2 separate regions of the Mus musculus genome follow, and region 2 is linked to region 1. Evidence: chromatin contacts called from public Hi-C data. All regions are on one chromosome and are shown on one strand. The core of a region is the stretch at or near the end of the contact, and the rest is flanking DNA. Distances in the headings are between cores, read along the strand shown. Region 1 overlaps Gm33299 (a long non-coding RNA gene). Region 2 has its middle 59 kb from the start of Dock9.

Region 1 (6,799 bases), core at 2,301-4,800:
TGGGTCGGCCTGGAACTGAACACCCTTAGCCTCCCCATTGCTGTGACTACGCATGCGCGTAGTGCCTGGCCTCGCGCGAGTCTGTTTTCTCATTTCGTTCTCTTGTGTCTTTTCGTGTGCTCACAGCACATGTTTGAGGCTGTTGACCTGCCTGATCTCTCTATGCTGTGCTACCTGCTGTGTGACAGTTGCCTTTGGGTCTCACACTCAGACAAGCTGAAGATGTCTGCATTCCAGACCATTTTTTAAGGAAGATACAACAGATCGCTTGAAGACCAAGGTCATGTCTCCCTGTTACACTTAGCTGGCAGTTGTGTGTGTTCATTAAGGAAGACTTGAATGCCTGACCTCAGGCTTCTGTCTATTAATACTGCCCCACCCTCGAATTTTCAGAGTCTTCCACCAGCACTGTGAAATTGGGCCGGCTAATCTAGTGTCCAAGATGAATAAAAATCCTAATACGTCACAATCCTTGACTTTATAGAATAAGCTCTCCTTGATTTTTTTTTTTTTTTGGCAAAAGATTATTTGTTTATTTATTTATTTAAAAAACAAACAAACAAACAAACCAATGAGTAGGAACCAGGCATAGTGACTCATGCCTTTATTCCCAGCATTCTGAGGTGAGGCAGGTGGATTCCTGAGTTCTAGGCCAACCTGGTCTATGCTGTGAGCTCCAGGATATCTAGGACTATGTAGAGAGACCCTGTTTGGAAAACAACGAAACCATTATGACAGCTCAATGCCCATGGAATCCAGAAGAGGGTGTCAGAGGCCATGGAGCAGGAGAGAGGCTGCTGTGAGCCACCCACTTGGGTGCCTGGGTGCTAGGAACCGAACTCTGGTCCTCTGCAGGAACACTGTGATCTCAACTACTGGGCCATCTCTTCAGCCTGTGGTGCCCCTCTTTTTTTTTTATTTTTTTTTATTTTTTATTATTATTAAGAGTTTCCCTAGTTGTTCTTTTGCTTTGTTTTGTTTTGTTTTTCGAGACAGGGTTTCTCTGTATAGCCCTGGCTGTCCTGGAACTCACTTTGTAGACCAGGCTGGCCTCGAACTCAGGAATCTGCCTGCCACTGCCTCCCGAGTGCTGGGATTAAAAGCATGCAACACCACGCCCGGCTTCCCTAGTATTTTTATCTGTTCATTTGTTCATGTAAATTTAGAATTTCTAAAACAAAGTCCTTCAGCAAATCAGGAAAGCCTTGCAGGATATGTCCCTGCCCTGTGTTAACTTTACACATGGATGTACTGAGTCCATCCACCTTGACCAAGGCTTCCTTTTAAACTTATTCTTTAATTTCATAATCTACGTCCTTCCCGAGTTACACTTGAGTGTAAAAAGCGCACCCTCCTAAATGCACACCTTAGATTTTCTTTAAAATAAGTGGCGAGAAAACCCCTTTGAGACTAGGGCGCAGAGCAGAGTGTGCGCATGTGCTCTATCGGTAATCCACACGCTCTATGGGAAGAATGAGTTACTGACCATGGGGCAGGCAGCATGTGTTCAGTGCTGGGAGCCATCGGTGTCATAATCACCTCTTTTGTGTAATCAGGAGCCTTCACTTCACCTGGTCTTCAAAAATCCCAATTCCAAGCACCCTAATTTATGGGAAACCCGAGATAATTCTCATATCGCAGAAATACGATTCACTGGACACCTTCTGAATGTGGATTCATTAATTTGACTAATGTGGTTATTATCAACTATAAATAAAGTCTTCACCCTCAAACTTATCTTTTAATTGAAAAATCTTTTCATGTTTCTCACTGAGGTCATTACCTAATTATTAACTTTTTTTTCTTTTTAACAACAGAATGAGATCCAAAGCCCCGATTACTCAGAGAGGGATCAGAATGAATGGTTTTGTTCTAGATCAGAACTATTATGATAATTCCATGTCCTCTGTCCTTGAAAGTGTTCGCTTCGGAGATTACCCCTGGGGGAGGTGGCTGCAGTCCCTGGCTGTACTGCAATTCAGTATTTGTTTCATTGTAAGCTATTTTTTTCTAATTTTCAGTTTCTCATTTTAATATTAAACATCTTGCAGTTTAAGCCATAATGTAACAAAACATTTCAATGATTTTATGACAATCTGCTAGCCCTTATTTTTAATATTTTGTACGTATTTGTGCATGTGTGTGCGTGCTGTGTGTGTCTCTGTGTATGTCTCTGTGTGTGAGTATATTATGTGCCTGTCTCTTTGTGTATATATATGTGTGTGTTAATGTATGTGTGTGCATGTGTGTCTGTGTTTGTGTAAGTATATATATTATGTGTCACTGTGTATGAATATATTATGTGTTTCTCTATGTGTCTATGTGTGTATATATATGTGTGAGTGCATGTGTATATGCGTGTGTGTGTGTGTGTGAGAGAGAGAGAGAGAGAGAGAGAGAGAGAGACAGACAGACAGACAGACAGACAGAGAGACAGAGAACTGTTTCTCTTAGTTCTCTCCACCATAATGGGTACTGGGGGTGAGATTCAGGTTATCAAGTTCAATGGCAAGCACCTTCACCTACTGAGCCATCTCACTAGAGTGTTTCTACTTACTCATCTGTTCCTTCCTCTTTCCCTCCCTCCATCCCTCCTTCCTTTCCTCTCTTCCTCCTTCCCTTCCTTCTTCCCTTCCTCCCTCCTTCCCTCCCTCCCTTCCTTCCTTCCTCCCTTCCTCCCTCCCTCCCTCCCTCCCTCCCTCCCTTCCTTCCTTCCTTCCTTCCTTCCTTCTTTCCTTGTCTTTCTCTGTAGTTTAGGCTAGCCTGGGACTCCCAGCAACCCTCTCACCTCAGCCTCCCAAATGCTGGGATTGCAGGTGTGTGCCTCCATCCACAGGTTCATTTGTTTTCAAAGTGTACATCCACATCACAGAAGGAGAGCTGCAGTTAAAGAGGAGCCACTTGGCAGGGCAACTAGAGACAAGAGCAAGGGCCCTGCCTGGTCCCCATGGGCCTCACAGAGAGAGAAGCCATGGTTTTCAATCTCTATCCAGCTCTTCTCTCAGTTCAACCATCGAAAGAAAACAGCTTCTACTGTGGTTCCTTAAGATTATTCTAAGCAGCTGGGCTGGGCTGGGCATGAATTTCGATCCCAGCGTTCAGGAAGCAGAAGCAGGTGGGTCTCTGTGAGTTTGAGACCAGTCTGGTCTACAGAGGAAGTTCCAGGACAGCCAGGGATACACATTTTGAGACCCTGTCTCAAAACAACAGGAAGATTGTTCTGAGGGGAGAGTATTATGGTTAACTGTATTCTATGAGTCTTTATACTCACAGCCCTCAACCCTCATCAAAGAAGTCTCCCTTTGCAGCAGACGGAGGTCATTACAGAAAGCCACAACTGGTCAGAAAGCAATTGTGGGGCATCCAGCCCCGATGGACATGGACATCACTCCTGTACTGTTGTAACCCCTGAATTACAGATACTAGAGAGACTTCAGGGTTGTATAGACAGTTTGCCTTCCTGTTCCCCGCCAGAGGCTCCCATCCTCCCTCCAGCCCTCAGCAAGCACAATATGCAGACAGCTGGTTTCTGTGCTGTGCTGTGCCCTTCTGGAGCAGCCCTGGGGCTCCCCTCCGCCCCGCCCCCTAGCGTTAGAATGGCGTTCAACACTCCTGCTGAGAAGCAGCAAAACTCCAGGTGCCTGTCCTTGAGACCTTAGAGAAAAAACAAACGCAAGGGAAACCATGGAAAAAGTAAAAGGTAAACAGAGGTCAGGTCACAGACAGTTACGACTGGCCATAAAATTAGTCCTTGAACAGACACCCATTTAGCCCCCCCTCCCGCTTCAGTATTATTCCACCCTCTACTCCCCCTTTCTGTGAATATTCACACTGTTCCTATACTGTATATAAACCCAATGATTTCTGGACTCAGGGTCGCTTGTCAGCGTTCACCCAGTGAGTGCTAGGTGGGTAAACCGAGTTTGAACTTGAAATTATAAAAGACTCTTTTGCACGTTGCAGTGGACTTCGCAATTCTTGGGTTAGTCTGGGTTTCCCATGGATTCAGGGCACAACATCTGGGATGTCCAAACGGGATTCCCCAGGACCTAAGGCCAGGGAACATAGAGGAAGAGGGGCACAAAGACTGTAGGAGTCAGAGTCTGAGAGATGACCAGGAAGAGATGGTCAGGAAGCGTCGCGATGTCACAACAATATGGTTGAACAAGACATGAATAAACACAACACTAATAATCATGCCAACGTGGAGAGGGAATCTCCAGGGGCCCCAACCTACAAAGAACTGCAGGTGACTACTGAGAGACAGACAGCCTTCCCCAGGGATAGGTTCCCTAATTGGCTACCCAATATTAAGTGGCCAGCCCTGACATCACCTCCGTACAAGCAACAGTAAACAGACACAGCAGGTTGTATTTACATATTTAAGTACATATATGCAATAATAATCAATGAAAAAGAGGCCATGGGTTTTAAAGGAAGTAAAGGGGGCTGTAGTAACTTGAATAATAATGGGGTCTCTGCCGGGCGTGGTGTCGCACACCTTTAATCCCAGCACTCGGAGGCAGAGGCAGGCGGATTTCTGAGTTTGAGGTCAGCCTGGTGTACAGAGTGAGTGCCAGGACAGCCAGGGCTACACAGAGAAACCCTGTCTCAAAAAAAAAAAAAAAAAAAAAAAGGCTCCCTATGCTCATAGATTTGAATGCCTGGTCTTTAGGGAGAGACAATTTGTAACAGGGCTTAGGTGGTGTGGCCTGTTAGAAAAAGTGTATCACTGCGGGTGGGCTTTGAGGTTGTAAATGCTCAAGCCAGGCCCAGTGTCTCTCTTTCTTGCTATCTGCTGATCTGGATGTAGCTCCTTCTCCAGCACCATGTCTGCCTGCACAGTGCCATGCTTCCTGCCATGGCGACGATGACGATGATGGACTGAGCCTCTGAACTGTAAAACAGCCCCAATTAAATGTTCTTTATAAGATTTGCTGCGGCCATCGCATCTCTTGACAGCCATAGAACACGGACTGAGAGAGGGGCACAGGAGGGGTTGGAGGGAGAGGACCGGCGAGGGAAAGGAAAGATGTTTTTACTGTATTCTAATTAAAATAAAACATTATTTCAAGGGGAAAAAAAGAGAATTGTTTTAACCCAGAAACCAAGAGCTAGCTAACTTCAGCTGCTTAGCAGGATAAGAAACCTAAAGAACAGGGTTATCTGGAAGGAAGCGGTCCCAGGACAGTGTGTGATCTGAGGTGCTGGAGAGATAGCGCAGGCTACCGTGCATTCCATGGGGGAGATCAGTGGTTCTCCGTCCTCCTCAGCACTGCCCTCACCACGGTTGCTCTCCTTAGTTCTACAGCCTCTGGCAGTCTGGAGAACCGGTAGCTGCTATCCTGGGATAAAATGTGTCAGTACACAGTAGCTCTCTGGCTAGGACCTGTGCCCCTCGTGCTGATTGGCTAGGAACTGTACCCCTCCCGCTGATTGGCTGGGACCTGTACCCCTCCCACTGATTGGCTAGGATCTGTACCCCTCCCGCTGATTGGCTCTTTCAGGCCCCTTCTCTTTCTGGAGCATCCTGAGTTTCCCAGGTTGCAGTTTAGCAGGTTGCAGCAATGCCATATAACCTGTGGTACTGGTGGCTCTGTACTTCCTGTGGCCTCTCTATGTCTACCCTCCCGGCTCCAGCTGTCTGGCTTCTGTCCCAGGAGGCGAGCTTGCCTGAACTGACCAAGGAGCCCCTTGTTCTCTGGTTTCCTGCTGACTTCAGCTAACAGGAGACAGGGGAGACCTTAGAGGTGGATACCTTTCCAGATGCCTTGAGTTAGCCAGTTGCCTTCACTAAAGACATCACCTGACCTCTGTCAGTGACCACTCCAAATCCCATGCATTAGTCAGGGTTCTATGGAGAAACAACTGATAGAATGAATGAAAAATATGGAATGTATTAGAGTGGCTTACGAGCTGTGGTCTGTCTGTTCCAACAATGGCTGTCTCTCATCAGAAAGTCTAAGAATCCAATAGTTGTTTGGATGATGAGGCTGTCTGTCTCAGCTGGTCTTCAGTATACACCAGAATCCTAGGGATGTAGGCTCTAATACCAGTGAAGGGATGGATTTACCAGTGACAGAGAGGGCAAGCAGGTGGGGAGTAAGCACTTGCTTCCCCCGTGTTCTTCATGTAGGCTGCTACTAGAAAGTGTGGCCCACATTCAAGGTGGGTTTTCCTGCCTCACGTGATCCAATCAAGAAAAGAATCCCTCACAGGTGCACCCAGCAGCTTGGGTTCATGTTAATCTCAGATGAGTCAGGATGACAGCCAGCACACTGGACCCACACCACCAAGGGGAGAGCCTTCCTAAGGCACACTTGCTCCGGCAGCTCCAGTGGTGTCCTTCTGGTTCTGCAATGCAATGCTATTCTGTCACCTCCTTAACGAAGGCACCTAGAGATGGTGACTGGGCTCTTGGCCTCAGCTCCCAAACACAAGCAGGCAAAGAACAGTCTCAGACATTTGAGGAAATGTTCTGTCTGGATAAATACTAGGAACAAGCACATCAGAGAAGATTTTTAAAAGCGGCTTGGGGAAACAATGTATACTGGAAGAAAGATATAAAAATTTTAGTATCAGGGCTGGAGAGAGAGAGCACTGACTGCTCTTCCAGAGTCCTGAGTTCAATTCCCAGCAACCACATGGTGGCTCACAACCATCTGTAATGGATCTGATGCCCTCTTCTGGTGTGTCTGAAGACAGTGACTATACACACACACACACACACACACACACATATATATATACATATATATATATATATATACATATACCTACATATACATATATTTGATGC
Region 2 (7,643 bases), core at 1,328-3,827, 310 kb after region 1:
AAACTCACAGTAACAGAAAGTAGATCTGAGATTTCTTAGAGACGGCAGAGAAGCCACACAGACAGATGACAGACGGGTCCAAGGCACTTGAGCCAGGGTGGTGGACGTGTTCATTACTCTTAATGCGATGGCAGCTTTCATATGTGGGTGTTTAACTTATTTTAAGTATGCACAGCTTCAAGTATTTCAATTGTTCTCAGTAAAGCTACTTGGTGGGAAATGCCCATTCTCCCTACATTCCAACAACAGACTCTCGGGCTAATATGTGCGCTTGTTTGCCTTAAATCTGTTCAACCCGAAATTTTCTTGTCTTTAAGGGGAAACAGACTAATTATTAAGAGGAAAACACTGTTTTTCCACCACTTTTACGTCAACATAAAGCTGGCTTCTGAAAAGGGGAAGACATACGCACATTCCACAGTGTCTCTTGAAAAACTGGAGGATTCAGCTTTCCCGTGTGCCATTTGAGGCCCCTCACACGGGAAAGCGCACTTACACACTCAGTCATGCACGAGTTTATTATGTGAAGAGAGATTCAGGGAGGAAGGCCAAGCTCACAGAGAAATCCCTGCACGTCAGCAGATTAGTCCAAGTTCTTCCACTTCTCAGCGCCAGGAAGAACTTAACCTCTGGAATGAACACGGCCCACATCTGCAGCATGGCGTCAGTGACTGCCTGCTCGCTGAGTGACTGTAAGATGAAAGGATGACCTGACTTCACTCCATTCACATGCCCTTTTCCAGAGAAGTCCTAAATTAGGTCCGTAAGAGTTCATCTTACTACATATCCAGGGTGGAGAAGTGCCTTCAGGAAAATAACTTCATTTCTTTATTGGGGTATGTGCCACGGATGTGTGGGGCAGTCAGGACAACTGGTATTATCATTTCTCTCCCTTTGTATGAATCATAGGACTGGAACTCTGGTCCTCGGGTTTAACAGAGAGCACCTTACCCACTATCTTACCAGTCTAAAAGACATCTTTTATGGATTAATTTTTATATATAAAAACAGCATGCATTTGGAAAATAGATTCAGTAAGCCTATTACTTTTCTTCCTTGAGTTAGATTTTTATACATATAGTGATTATGGTGAAGTCTCCAATATACCACATGTTGCAGGGATATTTGATCACACTGTGAACCCCAAGACTGTGTTATTTACTGAAAGAACTGTTTCTAGCTGTGGTGTGGCTCAGCCCTTAGCACCACACCCTTAGTGCACACCTTTAACCCTAAACAATGGACGTAAAGTTAGCTTGTAGAAAGGAAGCACCCATATTTGAAAGTGATTCTATTTGAATGGCAGACAAAGTGGTGAATCAGAGAAAAATTTGACAGAATAGGATATGCCCAATTCTCACGGGAAGAGAGAAAAGAGAAGCTATTTAAGAGAGCACAGAGAGAGGGGGAAAAAAAGAAGGCATTTTTACCAGGAAAGCTGTACAGAGACAGGTCGCAGAGAGATAACAAGCCAGACAGAGGTGAAGACAGAGCAAGCCAGAGAATGAGAAGGAACCAGAAAATTAGAACATATTGCTGGGCTGGAGAGGTGGCTCAGCCGTTAAAGGCTAGGCTCACAACCAAAAATATAAGAACATACTGCCAAAACTAGTATGAATCCAAGCAGAGCAATTCAGGAGAGGCTGAGAAAGAGAAGCCAGATTGAATCAGTCATCTTAGAGGGGAGTTTGAACCAGAACCTCTGAGTTGAACCAGCCAACTAGAGATCAGAAAGAATAAGAAAGGGTAAGCTTTCAAAAGGCTAAAACATTCTAGACCTAGATTAGATTGTATGGCTGTTAGAAGCTTCCCGGACTAGACCTAGGTTAGCAGACAGAGGCAGTAAGGTTTTGAGACGACAATTAATACAGGAGAATAAAACTTAACTGATACAAAGACAGAACTCTAAAAGTCTTTATCCTATAGTTCACACGATCACCCATTACTTGTGGGTAGTAAATGATGTTACTGATAACCACAACTCATGGCAAGAAGAAAATATTTCTCGTGTCGTAACACTTAAAAGAGTCTTATTTTTAACTATCAACAAACTAAAACTTTGGGGCGGGGGGCGGGCTGCAATCTGTCACACTTTAGCTGATCAGTACTAATAAGCAGAGTCTATTCTCTGCAAAACGATGCCCTGGGGTCAACTATCCACTCTCCCAGTGTTGTGCTGTGACCAGCAGCACAGAGAAGCAGCTCATCTCTGTAAGCCTTCATCAAAGTAGAGGTTTCTACAAAACAGGAAACATGAGCCCACTCTTGGCAACAGACTCCATCTTCCCTGCTACTGCACCGTTCAGGGCACTGAACACCACCACTCGAGTTTGATGGCCAAATGCTGCTTGAACCACCCGTGCGGAGTTTTAAATTTCTGGATACTGGGATGCTTTAGGCTCTTGCTTGAGCCGTCCCTGATCCACCTCCTCATGGCACAGGACCCGTAAGAGGTGACACAGGAACCACAGGAGTGTCTACCTCTGACACAGGAAGTCTAATGACAAAAGACGGTCGTACCTGGGTCAGCTTAAAACTCCATGTACTGGACCCTAACCCCTGTTGTCATGGGGCTTGGACGGGGATTTGGATGGTGATGAGATCATGGGGATGGAGCCCTGGTAAGAACAAGGCCAAACATGGCACATGCCTATCATCCCAGCACTTAGAAGCCAGGAGCAGGAGGATCTAGAGTTCAGGTCATCCTGAGCGGCATGAGTTCCTATACAAAGGGAGTGGGGGGAGGGAAAGAGGGAGAGGGAAAGAGGGGAGGGGAGGGGGACAGAAAGCAGGAGAAATGTTTATGTATGTGTGTGTTCTATTCCCTTCCCTCTTCTAAGCTCTTCCCACCACGTGAAGCTACCATGATGAGAGGTGGCATATATAGCCAGGAAGCAGCACTTATAGACACTGATCTATAGGTACTTTGATCTTAGACTTCTGGCCAGCACAACTGTGATATGCATACGTTGTGATTAAGAAGTAAAAAGATGTTTGTTTAATCTCTCGGGCAATGGTATTATAGCAACCTAAATTAAGCTATGGTCAGAAAGAATAGGATGGCACACAGCTGTAATTCCAGTACTGGGAGGTCGAGGCCCAACCTGGGCTACATAGCAAGAAAGAACATCAACAACAACAACAACAAAAACTGCCAACATTGTTGAGATTTGAGTGAAAAATAAAAAACAAAATTTCCAAAATTACCTTGGTACTGGTTTTCTGAGACACGAAGGGCACCACGTAAGAAATGTACACATTTTAGGAGAATGTGCACATGGAGACTGTGGTGGCTTGAATGAAAATGGCCTTCACAGGCCCAGAGGTTTGAATGTTTGGTCCCAAAATGGAGGAAATGTTTGGGAATGACTAGGAGGGTAGGGCTTGTCGGAGGAGGTGTGACATGGCAGGCCATCTTCCCCAGTTAGTGCCTTCTCTGTTTCCTACTGTCTGTTCCCACCCCCAGCCCTACTCTCCCCCCTCCCCCCCCCCCCCCCCCCCGAGACTTAGAACTCTCAGCTCCTCCTGTACCATGCCTGCCTGGATGCTGCCATGTTCCCAACTTGATGATGATTGACTGAACCTCTGAACCTGTAAGCCATCCCCAATTAAATGTTGTCCTGGTTGTGGTGTCTGCTCACAGCAGTAAAACTCTCAGTAAGACACTCCTTTGGTCACAGTGTCTCCTCATAGCCAACAGGAAAGTAACTAAGACAGAGATTATGTGAATAAAGCAATTCCTCCTCAAAATTCAACCTAAATATCACACCAGACATCTGGGAACAGCACAAACTGTTCATGGATTCTACAAAATCTAGGCAGCCCCTGAAAACATTTCCAACCTCTGCTCTCAAGCAGATAGAGGAGACACAGAGGCAAGGCAGAAACGGTGGAAGGAAGACCAGAGAAGAAAGGAAGGATTCAAAACTGAAAATGTCCTGGCTCCAGCTCTCCCCAGGATGCCCAAAGCATGTCTTAGTGAGCAATAAGACCAAAGATCTCTTTATCCTTCTATACAAACAAGATGAAAACTGGCTCAGTAACCCACACAAAACTCTGAAGTTGATTTTTCTGAATGCTAGTAACTCTATTAATACCCACAGTGGGCCCTGCAGAACCCCTTACCCGCAGATGTCTGACTCACCAGTTAACAAAGCATAGCCATGTAGAGTGGAGGAGCTCTGTACAAGTGGCCAGAGATGAAATGGAAACTTAAGTCTTCTTTGGAAAGTCAGTGTGTTAGATGGCAAACACATGAAGGAGCATTTCACTGAAGCAGACACAGGTGAAAGGATATCCTGCTAATGCAAGCACGTGAAAGGACTCATGATGAAGGATTCCTCACTAACAACACACATGTATGGGTCCACCTTACACCTTGTAGTTGAGGTGCATTTGTTGGGACTCCTTAGAGGGAAATGCACCAAAAAACTTCTGGTTGTGTGCTGTGACTTCTTGCCACTTCTGTAGACTTGGGCTGACTGGCAGAGTGATGTCAGTTGAGACTGACTCACATGAAGTTTTGTTAAGAGAGACTCTGGTGCTAAGGCAAGACATGTGGTAAAGCAAGACATGTGGAGGGCATGTGATGTTTGGCGGGAGTATGAATAGGACTCAACGGACTGGCAGAAGGGCTTGGCTTGCTTGTAGAGCTAGCTGTGCAATGCTTGTTGGTCTAGAGTCTTTGCTGATCTTTGCTTGGCTGAGAGAGGCACAGCTGAGAACTTCTCCTATCGTCCCTGCAGGTCCAAATCCCTCCTGATGACTCGTGCAGATTTGTCTGAGGCCTGGCTGTCTCTGCTAGGTTGTGCCACCGCTGCTGATTCATGTTTGCAGTCCTGACTCTACTCAACTGGACTACCGATATATCTGTGAAGTGTTTTCAAGTGGATTGGGCTGCTGCTGCTGCTGCTGCTGCTGCTGCTGACCTGTGAACTGAACTGCTGATTTCCTGACAGCTCAGATGGTATTTGTTCCAAAAAACAATCTCTATACGGGTCCACTTTTCCCGTATAGAAAAATCTTTCTTTTCCACTACCCCTGGTGGGTGATGGGCTAGAAGGGAGGTTAAAGCATTTAAAAGTCATCATTAAAAGTAGGCTTTGAAAAAATTAAAGCTACAAAGAACACCTCCAAAGAGAGTAGAGGAGGCACACAGGAGAGCAGCAGACTGTCAGCTCCCGTTCCACCAGTACACAGCTGCACACCTCAACCCTAATCCTCTATAGCACCCCCCACCCTGTACTTTTGTTGTCTATGGGTTTTCTTTTTATTATTTTATGTGTGTGTGTGTGTGTGTGTGTTGCCTGCATGTATACATGTGTGCCATAGAGGTCAGAAGAGATGGCAGTTCCCCTGGAACTGGAGTGATAATAGTGGTGAGCTACCACTTTAGTGCTGGGAACCAAACTTGAGTCTCTCTGCAGAAAGGACAGGTACTCTGTTTCCTGTTTAATTTTTACACCCATACACACACCCTTTATGTGTGGGTGTTTGCCTATAGGAATGCCTGTGAACCACATGTATGCCTCGTACCCAAGGAGGCCAGAAGGGGAAATTAGATCCACAAAAATTGGAGTTATAGATAGATGGTTATGAGAACCCATTTAGGTGTTAAGACTCAACCCTAGGGTCACTAGAACAACAGCCAGAGCTCCTAACCTCTGAGCCATCTCTCTATCCCAAAGCTTTTTGGGGGGGAGGCTGCAGGGGAAGCAGGGAGGTCCAGACAAAGTCTCACTGCATAGTCCAGACCGACCTCAAGCTTGCAATCCTCCTGCCTCAGCCTCCCAAATGCTAAGGCGAAGGAAGGCATTTCCACCAGCATGTTCTTCTCTCCTGAGGAGAGGATCACAAGGTAAAAATGAACCCCACTGCCTGAACGAACCTTCCCCAAAGGGGAACAGCCAGAACTCGTGGATGTTGCTTTGCTGCACGGGATCTGGAGGTAAGATCATACCATGGTGGCCCTAAATCCAATAATGAGTGCTTAATAAGAGACAGAAGAAAGAAGAGGCTTCTAGAAAATTCTTACTGCTACAAAGTTTCCAGTTTTAGTCATATTGATCTTTGCATTTGTTTCCAAATGTGATAGCTCAGAGCAATAAAAATGCATTTTTACTACATTTCTTTATTGGAGCGGGCCTGCATGTGGAGATCAAAGGGCAACTTATAATAGTAGGGTCTTCCTGCACAGGATCAAACTCAGGTCAAGTATGGTGGCAAGTATGTTTACCCCCTAAGCCATCTCTCACCAGTACACAAAATGTTTTCTTGTAGGCCAGAAGTCTAAAATCTAGCCGGACTGTGCTCCCTCCATGGGATCAAGAACCCTTCCTTGACTCTTCTGTCTTTGGTGGTATCTTTGGCTTATGGCTGTCTCATTCAAATCTCCGTGCCTATTTTAGCCAATAAATTCTAACGAGTTGCAAATCAGGGGTATTATCTCCATCCTGCACAGGCACAAGAATTAACGCACGACATCAGGCAGAAAGATGTGCTGTGAGAGCATCTCCTGACACTCCTCCTAACGGTGTCGTCTTCTGCCTATACTGCAACACACATGAAGGCCAAGGATCCTCCTTTACCTTCCACAGAGAGTAGTTTGCCTCCCCTCGGTCCCGCTGGACAGTTGTCCCTCTAACTACTAAATGGCAACCATGAGTCCCAGTGGACCTCCGTGTCTACAACGATGGCTCCGATACCAACAGAGACAAGGCAGGCTTAAGGGGCAGCGACTGAGCTCGGGATTGCTGGTGACATCTCCTTTCCTGCCATCCCACCCCTGCACCATCCACTATAGCTTATGTGTTGGTGCCTCTCGTGGTCACATCCTTTCCCTTGCACATCTGGTGAGGAGTGAGGGCAGTGACCCCCATCAAAGAGGAAGGAACTGGAAAATATTATTAAACATGACTGAAATACATTCACAAAATGAGTTCCTATTCCCCAAGCATTTACATTTTTAGGTGTTTTACTTTCAACTATTAGAACTGCCAACTGACACAGTTAGCTCAAATGCCCACTGACATCAGATGCAAAGCTTTATATATTCAATCATATCCAAAATGGACTAAATGAGCTTATTAATAGCCATTTAGCCACCTTCACATAACCCTGTGAGACTTCAACCTGACAGCTGTTACCCTCTGAGGAGATGGGTCCCTGTAAGACCTCGAGGAGCATGGCCTTCTGTGTCCTCCAACCAAGACTCATCAGTCAGGCAAGGGACGGCCCCCTTACCCTTCATTCCTTCACTGGTCTCAGACAGTGAGAAACATCTTCTCTCCGGCCACCTCATGCCAGCACTGTCCAACAAAGCCTACATGTCACCGTCTCTTCCCTTCACCAGTCCCAAACCCTTGAACCTGCCACAGTCACCTCAACAGCCCTTTAGGCAAAGGGAAAAAAGGGGATGAAATTATCATGGGTATTTCTCTTGCCTTGGGGGGGAAAAGTCCCTTAAAGTGACCTGAAGATAGCCGACCCTCAGAGAAAAGCTCCAAGATGCCTGGGCCCTGTGGAGACTGCAGCCAAGTGCTCTGTCCACATCCCAGACACCCTCCTGACACCCGGCTCCAGGCCAGCAGGCCCAGGCAGAAGGGGTACTCTGTGATATTTTCCCAGTCTTCCACTCTGGGGTG

The links. Hi-C and Micro-C count contacts between places; a contact is called where the count stands out from the background.
Region 2: a contact with region 1 is called in a Hi-C map of the P5424 cell line, with 2.1 times the contacts expected there. The contact joins two enhancer-like sites. A contact is called at or near these places in 1 of 39 promoter capture datasets (hippocampal neurons), 13 of 484 Hi-C or Micro-C datasets (the P5424 cell line, cerebellum, cerebral cortex and 8 more), 1 of 115 datasets of contacts at active chromatin or transcription factors (large pre-B cells) and 1 of 9 other capture datasets (embryonic stem cells).

Annotation. Positions count from the first base shown.
Region 1 is chr14:121,441,836-121,448,634 of GRCm38.p6, forward strand. It overlaps Gm33299 (a long non-coding RNA gene), which reads right to left. Exons shown (of 3, transcript XR_383790.2): 3 at 2,822-2,880. Among named protein-coding and RNA genes, the nearest start is that of Gm33299, 12 kb to the right of the region's middle. Within about 2 kb of position 3,551, at least 26 of the 459 cell types and tissues checked have an H3K27ac peak or open chromatin away from gene starts, as enhancers often do. A contact at or near this core is called in the P5424 cell line, where this site is marked.
Region 2 is chr14:121,753,719-121,761,361 of GRCm38.p6, forward strand. It overlaps a transcript of Dock9 not described here. Among named protein-coding and RNA genes, the nearest start is that of Dock9, 59 kb to the left of the region's middle. Within about 2 kb of position 2,578, at least 3 of the 459 cell types and tissues checked have an H3K27ac peak or open chromatin away from gene starts, as enhancers often do. A contact at or near this core is called in the P5424 cell line, where this site is marked.